Linked DNA regions of Muntiacus reevesi: region 1 is linked to region 2. The links are chromatin contacts, called in public Hi-C maps. All regions are on one chromosome and are shown on one strand. Each heading gives the region's core, a stretch centred on a gene start, on an enhancer-like site or on the middle of the called end of the contact. The rest is flanking DNA. Distances are from core to core; before and after follow the strand shown.

Evidence for each region. A called contact is a pair of places that touch in the nucleus more often than the background predicts.
Region 1: a Hi-C map of muscle shows a contact between it and region 2, with 4 times the contacts expected there. The contact joins the promoter of RC3H1 here to the promoter of DARS2 in region 2. A contact is called at or near these places in 2 of 3 Hi-C or Micro-C datasets (blood and muscle).

What each region holds. Positions count from the first base shown.
Region 1 is chr5:101,151,935-101,157,306 of mMunRee1.1, reverse strand. It overlaps RC3H1 (ring finger and CCCH-type domains 1), which reads left to right and starts at 2,228. Exons shown (of 20, transcript XM_065936084.1): 1 at 2,228-2,346.
Region 2 is chr5:100,993,022-100,998,791 of mMunRee1.1, reverse strand. DARS2 (aspartyl-tRNA synthetase 2, mitochondrial) reads right to left here and starts at 1,353. Exons shown (of 17, transcript XM_065936071.1): 1 at 659-1,353; 2 at 1-19. The coding sequence starts at 779. CENPL (centromere protein L) reads left to right here and starts at 1,667. Exons shown (of 5, transcript XM_065936070.1): 1 at 1,667-2,125.

The DNA of each region.
Region 1 (5,372 bases), core at 979-3,478, 160 kb before region 2:
TTCTGATTTGTGTGTGACATTAAAAAAACAGCACTAAAATTTTTTTAGGGTTCATGCTAAGAGCAAAATTGTATTTGGTTACTGTCATTCTTATTTGACTGATCAAGAAACTAAAGACTATAATGATATATATCTAAAATGGATTTTTAAAGAACATTTGTATACCTTTTGTGTGCCATGTGCTGTTCTAAGCCCTTTACATGAAAATTTACTTATAAATTTCACTGGATTAAAACAAATTATATAATTTAAGCATTTAGAAGCTTAAATATAATTTAAATTTCAACATAATTATTTAATCTTTTTCATATTAACTTTCAACACCCTAAAATGGTTACTATTATTTAACAATAACAGAGCAAAAATTTTAAACAGCAGCATCAGGGGGGAAAAGTGCTGAATTCACTCGCTAGAATTCTTACAGAGTTAATTTGGGAATAAAATCCAGGATATCTTTTTTTTTCCACTGAATAACTATATTATCTGTTAAATAGACTCAGTCTCATGGGAGAAATTATTCTCTGCACTTAATACATCTACCCTATCTGGGGCATTCAAAGCATATAAACAACTTTTTGTAGATTAGTTTTTATTGCAAACACTTGTTTTCTTCAAAGCTCGTCTTTTTTTTTGCCAAATGTTTGTTTAATTATATCATTAAAATGAATTTTGGGAAGCCCCTGCATTTTAAACTTATTTTTAACAAAAATAAAAATAAATTTAACTTAAAAACCTTACTTTTTAAGGGGACCTTGAAGCGGGTCTACCTGTTGAGGTGTAACTATTAACAGTTCAAATAAATTACATGATCTAGGTTGACTGTAATGAAATTTGGCTTAGTTGCTTCACCTAAACAGGGAAGTTGGCATGTTTGCCTAGCAACAGCCGCTGAAACCTTCTGTTGTGGAAGGTTCCCTAGGAGTGAGGAGGGAGGAGGAGGAAAAACTGGAGGAACAGATTAATCTGTTTTTCCCAGCAGGAGACGGGAGGCCTGGCTAAGGGAAATGCTATCCAAAAGATAGCCTTTAGATTAGCACACACCCACCTAATCCCTCCATGGTAGCTAGAAATTTGCCCTTGGCAGGACTGGGGTTACTATTTACTGGGTTGAAGAGATGGTTACTGATTCAGCCCACTTCAAAGAGACTAAATTCCAATCAGTATAAAGATATCAATAGGTCGTCTAGAAAGAAGCTGAAATCTGAGTAGCAGGAGGGTGTTAGCAACTAAAAAGAACTGTTCTCTGCTCAGAATTTAGGAAGGTGTGTGATATATTATTTACAAATAATATAAAAACACTGGCTGTTATAGTAATTGAATTTATCACTTTAAAAGCAGAAGCTTCTCTAAACATAGTACTTCTTTTGGTATTGGGGATGTATGCAGGGAAGAAAGGACAGAACTGCAAAATCTCTCTTCTATTGGCCAGACCTGAGGAAAAAACAAAGGGATGATAATGCAGAGGAGTATTAACTGGGTGCTTATTTGAGGACCGTCTCTATTCTAGATGATTTATTTTGTAATTAGGACTGTATGGTATAAGAAGAATCCCCATTGCTCTCCTTTCTTAAAAGCAAATGTTTGGTTAAACTGAATAGTCTTGAAGGGGTCTCCCATGGCCCCAAATGAAAATGGTTTCTTTTCCATAAGGGAGAAGAAACTTTCAATAACTACAAGGTTAGCTTTTAGATCCGAGTTTTTTCTTCTAAGAGCCAGTTCTTTTCCTGCCCTCCCTCAGACAACTCTTAATTGGTCATATAGGCCTGGAGAGACTGTTCAGCCCTGTTGGGAGGCTGAATTCTTCAGAGACTCCTGACTAGGGCAAAGCTGGTGTGATCAAGAACCAGGATAAAATGAGATAAGAACAAATTCTTCTGGGGTGTAGGAGGAGAGACGTGAAAAAGAAACAAGAGCAGAGGGACGAGTTGAGAAAGCCAAGGGGCTAGAGGTGAGCGCGGGACCGGTTGGAAACGTCAGACATTTTCCAATTCACCCTCGCCGTCTGGCCACTTGCCCGCGGGACGCCGAGGCGCTGGAGGACCAGTTCTTCGGCTCAGGGCGTGGGTGCGCGCCGGGTCCAGGCGGGGAGCGACGCCGCCCTCCCTCCACGGCGTTGGTGGCGGGTGACTCAGAGCTTTGCTCCCGCGCCCGCCCCGCCCCCTCCGCCTGCCCCGCCCCCGGAAGGAGGAGCCTCGCCCTCGTCTCCGCCCCAGTCTCTGGGGCGGGCCGGAGCCCGAGGAAGAGGAAGGGGACGAGGACAACGAGCGACGGGGCGGAGGAGGAGGAGGAGGAAGAGGAGGCAGACCAACAAGATGGCCCCTGCTGCAGGAGCAGCCTCAGCAGCAGGTGGGGGGCCGGAGGCGGCGCTGGTGGTGGCGGCGGCGGCCGTGGCCCGGCGGCCTGGGACAGAGTCAGAGTCGACGGTGGCAGCGGCGGCGGCGGTGGCTGCCCCGGCGGTGGCGACGGCCGCGGGGACTCGGAGCTGAGAGGAGCTACTGCTCGGACCAGCGCGGTGAGCGAGCGGCAGGCGGCGGCGGCGGCGTGGGGAGCCGGGCGGCCGCGGCCCGGCCTCCGTCGGGAACAATAGGCGGCCGCGGCGGGGCAGGGGCTGTCCTCGGCCGCCCTCGGCTCCTCGGCCGTAGCGTCCGCCCGCCCGGCCTCGGGCCCCGCCGGTGGTCCGGGGACTTGTCAGTGGCCGGCGTCCTTTAGGCCTCAGGCCTCCGCGTGCCGCCGGGAGGGCCTGCAGGGGTGGGTAGGCCGTGGGGATGTACAGACGCCGCCCTGGACGAGGGGAGGGCGAGGGAGGCTTGGGCCATAGGGAGGGGGCCACCAGGCTGCCCAGCTCCTCTGTTAGTCCGAGAACCTCGGCGGGAGCAAGAGAGCCTCCGGGGGATGCTTTTGGACCCTCGGGCTGCGGGGGTGGAGGAGGTGCAGGCGTCTGTAAACAGGCGCCGCCTCTGCCTCCCTGCACCTCAAGGCTGCTCCTTCTCCCCTGCCCCTTAAGCGCTCCCCTTCCTTGGCCAAGTGGGCTTTACGAAGTCTCTGCCTGGAGCTACTGCAGAGCGAGCCCGGTAGTCTTTTTTTCCTTCCCGGCGGCGCTAGGGCGGTTAGGTTTGCAGGTGTTTTTTTTTAAAAAAAAAAAAAGTGCACAACAGCAAGAAATCTACCAGGTAAAATGTGATTATCGACAAAGGATGGAGAGAGAGCTAAAGGCTGCTCCTCTTTAAACATCTCTAGGCATCGGTTCTCTGTAAACATCAATTGTGTCCGCTTCCAGGGTGAGAGTGAAACAAGGGCTCTTTTGGAACGGTAAATAATATAACTCTTGACATCCCAGAATAGTCCCAGAAACTGGAAACAAAGCCACTTACTGGCAACGCGGAGACAAATTGTAATGTTTGAATAGAACTTTTCTTCAAAGGAACCGTTTTAAATTATTAATGTGCCTCATAAGAAGCAACATTAACTAGATAAAATAGACCTAATGAAGCATTTCTTCAGGAGACAGAAGAGGTTCATCTCCAGGCCAAAACTGGTCTTTTTTTTTTTTTTAACAATTTTCAAAAAGTAGAAACAACTGTTCTCTGTTGGATGTTTAGACTTATCAAGACGCATTATTAGTTGCCCTGTGTAGTGATTTCTGAAATGTCAACAATTAACTACTATTTCTCCTAAACTTAACTTCTCAAGGAGGAAATTATCCAAGTTATTTCAATTTCAGTTTCTATGGCGGTATGGAGAAATTTATATTAAAATTGTTTGAATGTGTCCGAAAGACTGCTTTCCACTATTTAACATTCACTGTCATGGTCCAATTAGTTTGCGTTCTTCACAGGACCTGTGCTGTGCAGAGAATATGCCAGTTGATATCTTTTACACAGTTTTAGGGTGAACTTCTAAGTAGAATTGTCCATATCTATTGTAATTTAGAGCATTTTCAGGTTATATGAAGTTTAATGAGAAGCACTGGTCCTTGGTTCTTCCACAAGAACTCACGGTAAATAGACTAGCAATTGAATAAACGTGGAGGTTGGACTGTTTTTTTGTTGTTTAGAATTGAAGTATAATAGATGATATGAACGACTTTAATTTTATGTCTAGTATAAATAATGTGGATGTTTTGACTTTTTAGGTAGTGGGGAAAGAACAACTTTCACATGGCTCCTGCTGATGTGAATGTTCTGGGAATACATTTCGACAGGGACATTTTTTAAGTGTTCAGAGTTATAATTTAATCAGTGGGTGTTTTTTTTTTTGCGAATTTTGTTAGGTTGATACAGAGTGCAAGTAATCTCTGTATCATAATGATACTTCAATTTATCTGTGAATGATGCTTAAATTTATCTGTGACTCTAAACCTATTAGAACAATTGTAGTAACTTATGATTTTGTAAATTTTAAGTGATCAGTGTGCTTTGTTGTGGAAACAGATCTGTGTTAAGGACTAATTTGCCTCATCATCTTCCTGAAAACAAAGATTTTTCGTGTTGATGGTTTTGTGTTTGAAATTGGATGCTGATCCAACAAGCATTGAGGCTAGGTCCCAGTTTCTATTCGATATTGAAAAAGCTCTTGGAGAATTGTGCTTTTGTTTGTATCAAACTATTTTAAGATGTGATCCCTCAATTGTCATGTCCTCAATATCAGTGTTTATTCTGATTATATCAGTTCAGATTTTCTCAAGTGATAATTTAAGAATTTCCTCTAAGAAGTTTTGGGACCACAGCTTAAGAATTAGATTTGTGTTTTTGAGGTAATATTAAAAGTTACTAAATGTTTGATTCATTTGGAGAAATTTGAAAGGCTTTTTTTTTTTGAAAGGCTTTTTTTAATACATTAAAAATCTAAAATTACAGTTTTTCAAAGCATATTTATAAAATGAATAAAAACATTTGCATTTATTCCTCCTAATTCGTCTGTAATATTGGTGGTATTCTCATTTTATATAGGAAGAGTCTGAGTCTAAGGAGAAGCTACTATAACTGGCAAAAAGACCACTTAATTAATAGGTGAAAAAGCTTACTCAAACCCAAGTCTTGTGACACAACTTATTAATAGATGTTTTACTACTGCTACTCCTGCCATATGTCCCAAGGTTAAATTTGCATCTCCTGTATGACGGATTTCTTTTTTTTAAGCTATGAACTATGTTTTGTAATATTGTGCTTGCCTCTTGCACTAATATCCTTTCTAGTATCATTATTTGTACCCTGCCAGTATTCACTTATAAGTTTGAGAAAGTATTTACTCATGTAAATTACAGAAAAAAACACTAGTTTTTGATTTTAGTACATCTGAATGCCATACATATAGAAACTCATACTGTTTACATCGAACAGATTTGCGGTAATGTTGTAATTGTTTCATGGCTT
Region 2 (5,770 bases), core at 104-2,603:
GCAACAAAGCTACTGAGTTCTTTAAAAAAGAGGGGGGAAAAGGCAAGATTAAAAATATATCATTTGCAAATTTCTGAGAATAGACTCTCAAATCATACCACCTTCGGTATTTCATGTCAATGGATAAAATCTAAAGTTGAAGAAGGTAATCAATCATTATTAAAATTGCCTGCAAATGTGTCAAAATCCAAGTGACTAACTCAATGTAAAATTTTGCCTGGTCTTAAGACTATAAATATTTTTGATCACTCAGCGTTTTCACTGATCCGTTCTTAATAGTGCACACTCTTCCTCAAATGAAGTAAAAGTCCCGGAAATTAAAGAAGTTTGTTGGTGCAGTAACTGGTTTTAGTATAAGAATCTAGAGTGAAAGAGTTACTTGTACACTAAAAAACCCTGTTCAAAGTATTCTTAAGTATGCAAGAATATTTTAGGCTTCTTATTTAGGCATCAATTAAATGAATAGACTATTCATGCGGTTACTCTACTGGTGTTTTTAAACTCCAGGGGAAAAAATAAAAAAGGAAGAGGGTGAATAATGTGCTTCTACACATAAAGCTAGCCAGTCAAGACTTGAGGGGAAATGGAATAAAGCACTCTGGCTGCAGAGAACAAGAGGCAGTGTTGTTCAGAGGACAAAGCTTCATCCTGCATTCACCTGGAATTCTCCTCTGTGAACTAAGTACCAGCCTTCGGGAGGCAGAACTCCAGATCAATTGGGTGGTCCTTCTGGTGGGTGTGGATAATCCCCTGCACAGTCGACTAAACCAACAGAACATGTTGGAGCCGCAGGATGGTAAGACGCTCAGGAATCTCACGCTGCAGGTGTTGGATGGTGGTCAAAAGTCAGTTTAGGCACTATAACAAATCCCTTAAAACGCCAGGAGTTCCCACTGTCTTCAATATTGAAGCCCTTGTCCGCTGAACATTCAAATGCTCGTGTAGGTAAACTAGATAAATCTGCAAAGTCTTTGGGGCCTTTGGGGAAGGTGAGTAGGGTAAAGATCTTTTAATACCCTTTCCCCCTTCTCAATGCATCCGTTTGCACTTCTATTAACAAAGGTAGGCCAGAAGCGACGAGCGAATGACTCCATACAGCAGCGCAAGGAGGGACACCACGACCGTGCAGAGGCAGCTAGGGGCCGGTCAGCAGGTACACGCCCTGCCCGTCTTTGCACGCTTTCCTGAAGGTTCCCGCGGGCAGAACCAGAAAATAGGAAAGAAATCAGCCCCGCATTTCAAACCTCCCAAACCTGTCGGCCGACCTCTAGTCTTCAGAAGGAGGAAGGCAAGCGAATCCACAATGTTTCTAGGGCCTGAAACCACGCACACATGCAGCTGGGCGCCAAGCACTCCTTAGGCCACCCCGCGACGAACCAAAATTACGGTAGAAGGAGTCAACCAATCAGAGCGCGGGGGAGGGGGAAGGGTGTCGTCGCAGCCATCTTTACTACGGGAGGAAATTTGAAGGAGTGCTTAACGCTGGTAGAAAAGGGAGGAAAATGACGACAGTGAGAGTAGGGAAATAGACGGTAGCAGTTAGATCGTTCCCATGCCCTCAGTTAAAATGGCGACCGCAGTTGCTTCATTAGCTTCACAGACTTGGAATCGGCGCCGCGGAGACGTCCTGCGTCCGCCCGCAGAGCGAGTCGGGAAACGATTTTAAACGGAGGAGGCGGCGGAACGCCAAGTTGCCGCTTGTCAAAGGCGGGATTTCCGAGCTGATGTTGGCCCCTGAGGGCTCAAGAGCCGAGGGGCGAGGTGGGACACATTGTCCCTTGCCCTTTCCCTCCGCGGGCTGAAGCAAACTCCTTATGAGCGAGGGTCGCGGAGCTGGTGGTTGAGGCAGCGGATATATCCCTTCCGGCTTGAAGTGCCGAGCTGGCCTGGCGTCCTTGGGAGCGGAGGTCTTCTTGCTGGGCCCGTTTGCGTCGGTCTTCAAGCGTCTTGTGGTGGAGGGAGAGGGAATTTGGGAGGGCCAGGGGTTCCTCTGGACTTTCTCTTTGCTGTCATTTTGGCGGCTTTTTTACTTCGAGGGATTTCAGTTTCGATGTAGTTTTGGATCCCGGCTTGAAGAATGATTCGTGAAGGGAATGGGTGACAGCGTCGTCACAGCATTTTATTGGTAAGATGCTTTGTTATTGGTTCAGCCATAGCAGTAAACTCTGTTTTGCCCTGTCGTGTGGTCGTTACCCTTACAATACTTGGCTGCTCAAGTGCATCCTCTGCAAAACCTTTCTTCACCCCCTTCTCCTACCAGTTACACATGCATGAAACATTTTGCATCCAACCTTAGAGGACTGTTAGATTTTGGAAAGACCGTTTGTTCATGGATCTTGGGGTAAGAACTAAAGCAGTAAAGAGTGAACCCGAATAGGGTCAGATACTATGATCAGATAAGGTAGTGCCTTGAAGCCCAGACAGAGAGTTCTGACTCCATTTATTTAGATGTGTGGGAATTGTTACAGTATCTCAAGCAAGGTAATAACAAGGTAAAAGAGGTGTCTGTGGAAAAACTAGTCTTGGGTTGGGGAAAAGATTGGGTTGGGGAAGGGGGCTTGGGTTGGGAATAAGTGGCTAAAATTAAGAATGGAAGTGAAGGTGATTTGAGAGGGCTAATAAGTATATTTTTAAGAAATATGTCAGAATTTGATGGTAATTTGGATGTAAAACTTGACTGAAGAGTAAAAGATGACTAAGGTGTATTTTAATGGGCAGGGAGAAAAATGAGAAGGAAGAATTGGAACTGTTACTGAGAAACAGGGTAGTTGGAGAGGAAAGAGTGGTCCTGGAATAATGTTTAGCTTTGACCTTAATGAGTTCGAGGACACAGAAGTTCAGTGTTTTACAGGAAATTGGAAATGCAGGTGCAGAGGTATGGGACCAGAGGAGTCACATATTGAATGAATGTTTCCTTATGGAAAACAAGTGATTTCAGAGTTTGGGGAGACACCAGTTGTTGCAACTGGAGGAAGCAAAGGAGTCAGCAAATGAATCAGAAGAAACTGTAAGAAACAAGGAGGAGAAATAGTTGAGTGTTTGAAAAGAACAAGATAGCAGAAAGTTTAGAGGAATAAGGATGAGCAAACTTGATGACCCAGTGATTGTCCATGATTTTCACAAAAACATTGTTGACAGTCTTCAAAGGGCAGTGGTAATCTTCAAATTGCAGTGTCTTTATAGTGATAGATACATAAGAGATTGCTGAAGATATCTAGTAAAATATTTATTAGTAAATGGAGGCAATAGTTGTATACCACAATTCCAGGAAATTGGTCTCAAAAGGAATGAGATGAATAGGTTTTAAACAAAAAATTTTTAGTGTTAGGAAGATGAGAATATGCTCAGCAGTGGAAGAAAAATATCCTGTGGAATAGAGATAAGAGATGATAGAGGTTTGAAATAAACATGGAAGATTGTGCCTAAGGGGAATGTGAAGGAATATGGAGATTGAGAATATCAGTTGATGGACTGACTTTAGAAAGCAAGTAAAAGGACCTCTCTCCTTATAGTTGGAAGAATATTAGGACAGTAAAATATTGAATCAAGATATATTTTTAATCTCTTTAATTATCAAACAGGGCAAAAATACTCATTGTTGAGTATGGAATGAGAAAATAAAATAGATATAAATCATTTTCTGATCTTTAATGCATGGATTGGGCTATTTCACATTACTGTAGTATTAAATGCTCAAGGGAAATGTTTTCTCAAAACCAATCCTTTAAGCTAGTAGTCTTTCTCTCCCTTTTGTTGTTGTTCAGTTGCTAAGTGGTGTCTGCCTCTGCCACCCCATGGGCTACAGCATGCCAGGCTCCTCTGCCCTTCAGTGTCTCCTGGAGTTTGCTCAGATTCATGTCTGTTGTGTCAGTGATGCTATCTAACCATCTCATCCTCTGCCACGCCCTTCTGCTTTAGCCTTCAATCTTTCCCAGCATTGGGGTCTTTTCTGTTGAGTTGGCTCTTTGAATCAGGTAGCCAAAATATTGGAACTTCAGCTTCAGTATCAGTCCTTCCAATGAATATTCAAGGTTGATTTGCTTTAGGGTTGACCCTTTTGATCTCCCTGCCGTCCAAGGGACTCTCAAAGTCTTCTCCAGCACCACAGTTCGAAATTCTTTGGCGCTCAACCTTCTTTATGGTCCAACTCTCGCATCTGTACATTACTACTGAAAAAAGCATAGCTTTCACTAAACAGACTTTTGTTGGCCAAGTGATGTCTCTGCTTTTTAATACACTGTCTAGGTGTAATACACTTAGTCCAAAGAGTATCTTTTAATTTCATGTTTGCAGTCACGGTCTGCAATGGTTTTGGAGTCCAAGAAATCTGTCACTGCTTTCACTTTTTACCCTTCTATTTGCCATGAAATGATGGGACCAGATACCATGATCTTAGTTTTTTGGATGTTGAGTTTTAAGCCAGCTTTTTTCACTCTGCTCTTTCACCCTCATTAAGAGACTTTTTAGTTCCCTTTCACTTTTTGCCATTAGAGTGGTATCATCTCCATATCTGAGATTGTTGATATTTCTCCAGGTAATCTTGATTCCAGCTTGGGATTCATCCAGCCTGGCATTTCCCATGATGTACTCTGCATAGACTTTAAATAAGCAGGGTGACAATATACAGCCTTGTACTTCTTTCCCAATTCTGAACCCGTCCTTTGTTCCATGTCTTATTCTAATTGTTGCTTCTTGACCCACATACAGGTTTCTCAGGAGACAGGTAAGGTGGTCTTGTGTTCCCATCTTTTTAAGAATTTTCCACAGTTTGTTTTGATCCACACAAAGGCTTTAGCGTAGTCAGTGATACAGAAGTAGATGTTTTTATGGAATGCCCTTGCTTTCTCTGTGATCCAGTGAATGTTGGCAATTTGATCTCTTGTTCCTCTGCCTTCATGTACTGTTGAAACCTAGCTCGAAGGATTTTGACATCATCTTACTAGCATGTGAAATGAGTGCAATTGTATGGTAGTTTGAACATTGTTTGGCCTTGCCCTTCTTTAGGACTGGAATGAGAACTGACCTTTTCCAGTCCTGTGGCCACTGCTGAGTTTTCCAGATTTGTTGACCTATTGAGTATAGCACTGTAAAAGCATCATTTTTAAGGATTTGAAATAGCTCAGCTGGAATTCCATCACCTCTTCTTGCTTTGTTTGCAGTAATGCTTCCTAAGGCCCACATCACTTCACACTCCAGGGTGTCTGGCTCTAGGTGAGTGAGTGACCACACCGTTGCAGTTATCCGGGATCATTAAGACCTTTTTTGTATAGTTCTTCTGTATTTTCTTGCCATCACCGCTTAATCTCTTCTGCTTCTGTTAGGTCCCTGCTGTTTCTGTCCTTTATCATGCCCATCCTTATGTGAAACGTTCTGTTGGTATCTCCAGTTTTCTCTCACCTAGATAGACTTTAATTTTTTTTGGAATTTATAGCATTTCTGTTTTAAGAGGAGTCAAATTTAGTTGGGCTTATTTTGTCTTGAAATTGATGCCTACTGAAAAGTGGAGTGAAACAACGAGGTAAGAGCACCCACTCTGGTGTTAAGACTGTCTGCATTTAAATTCTGGCTTTTGCATCTTTTTTTTTTTAATTTTTTATTTTATTTTATTAGTTGGAGGCCAATTACTTCACAAAATTTCAGTGGGTTTTGTCATACATTAACACGAATCAGCCATAGAGTTACACGTATTCCCCATCCCGATCACCCCTCCCACCCCCCCCTCCACCCGATTCCTCTGGGTCCTCCCAGTGCACCAGGCCCGAGCACTCGT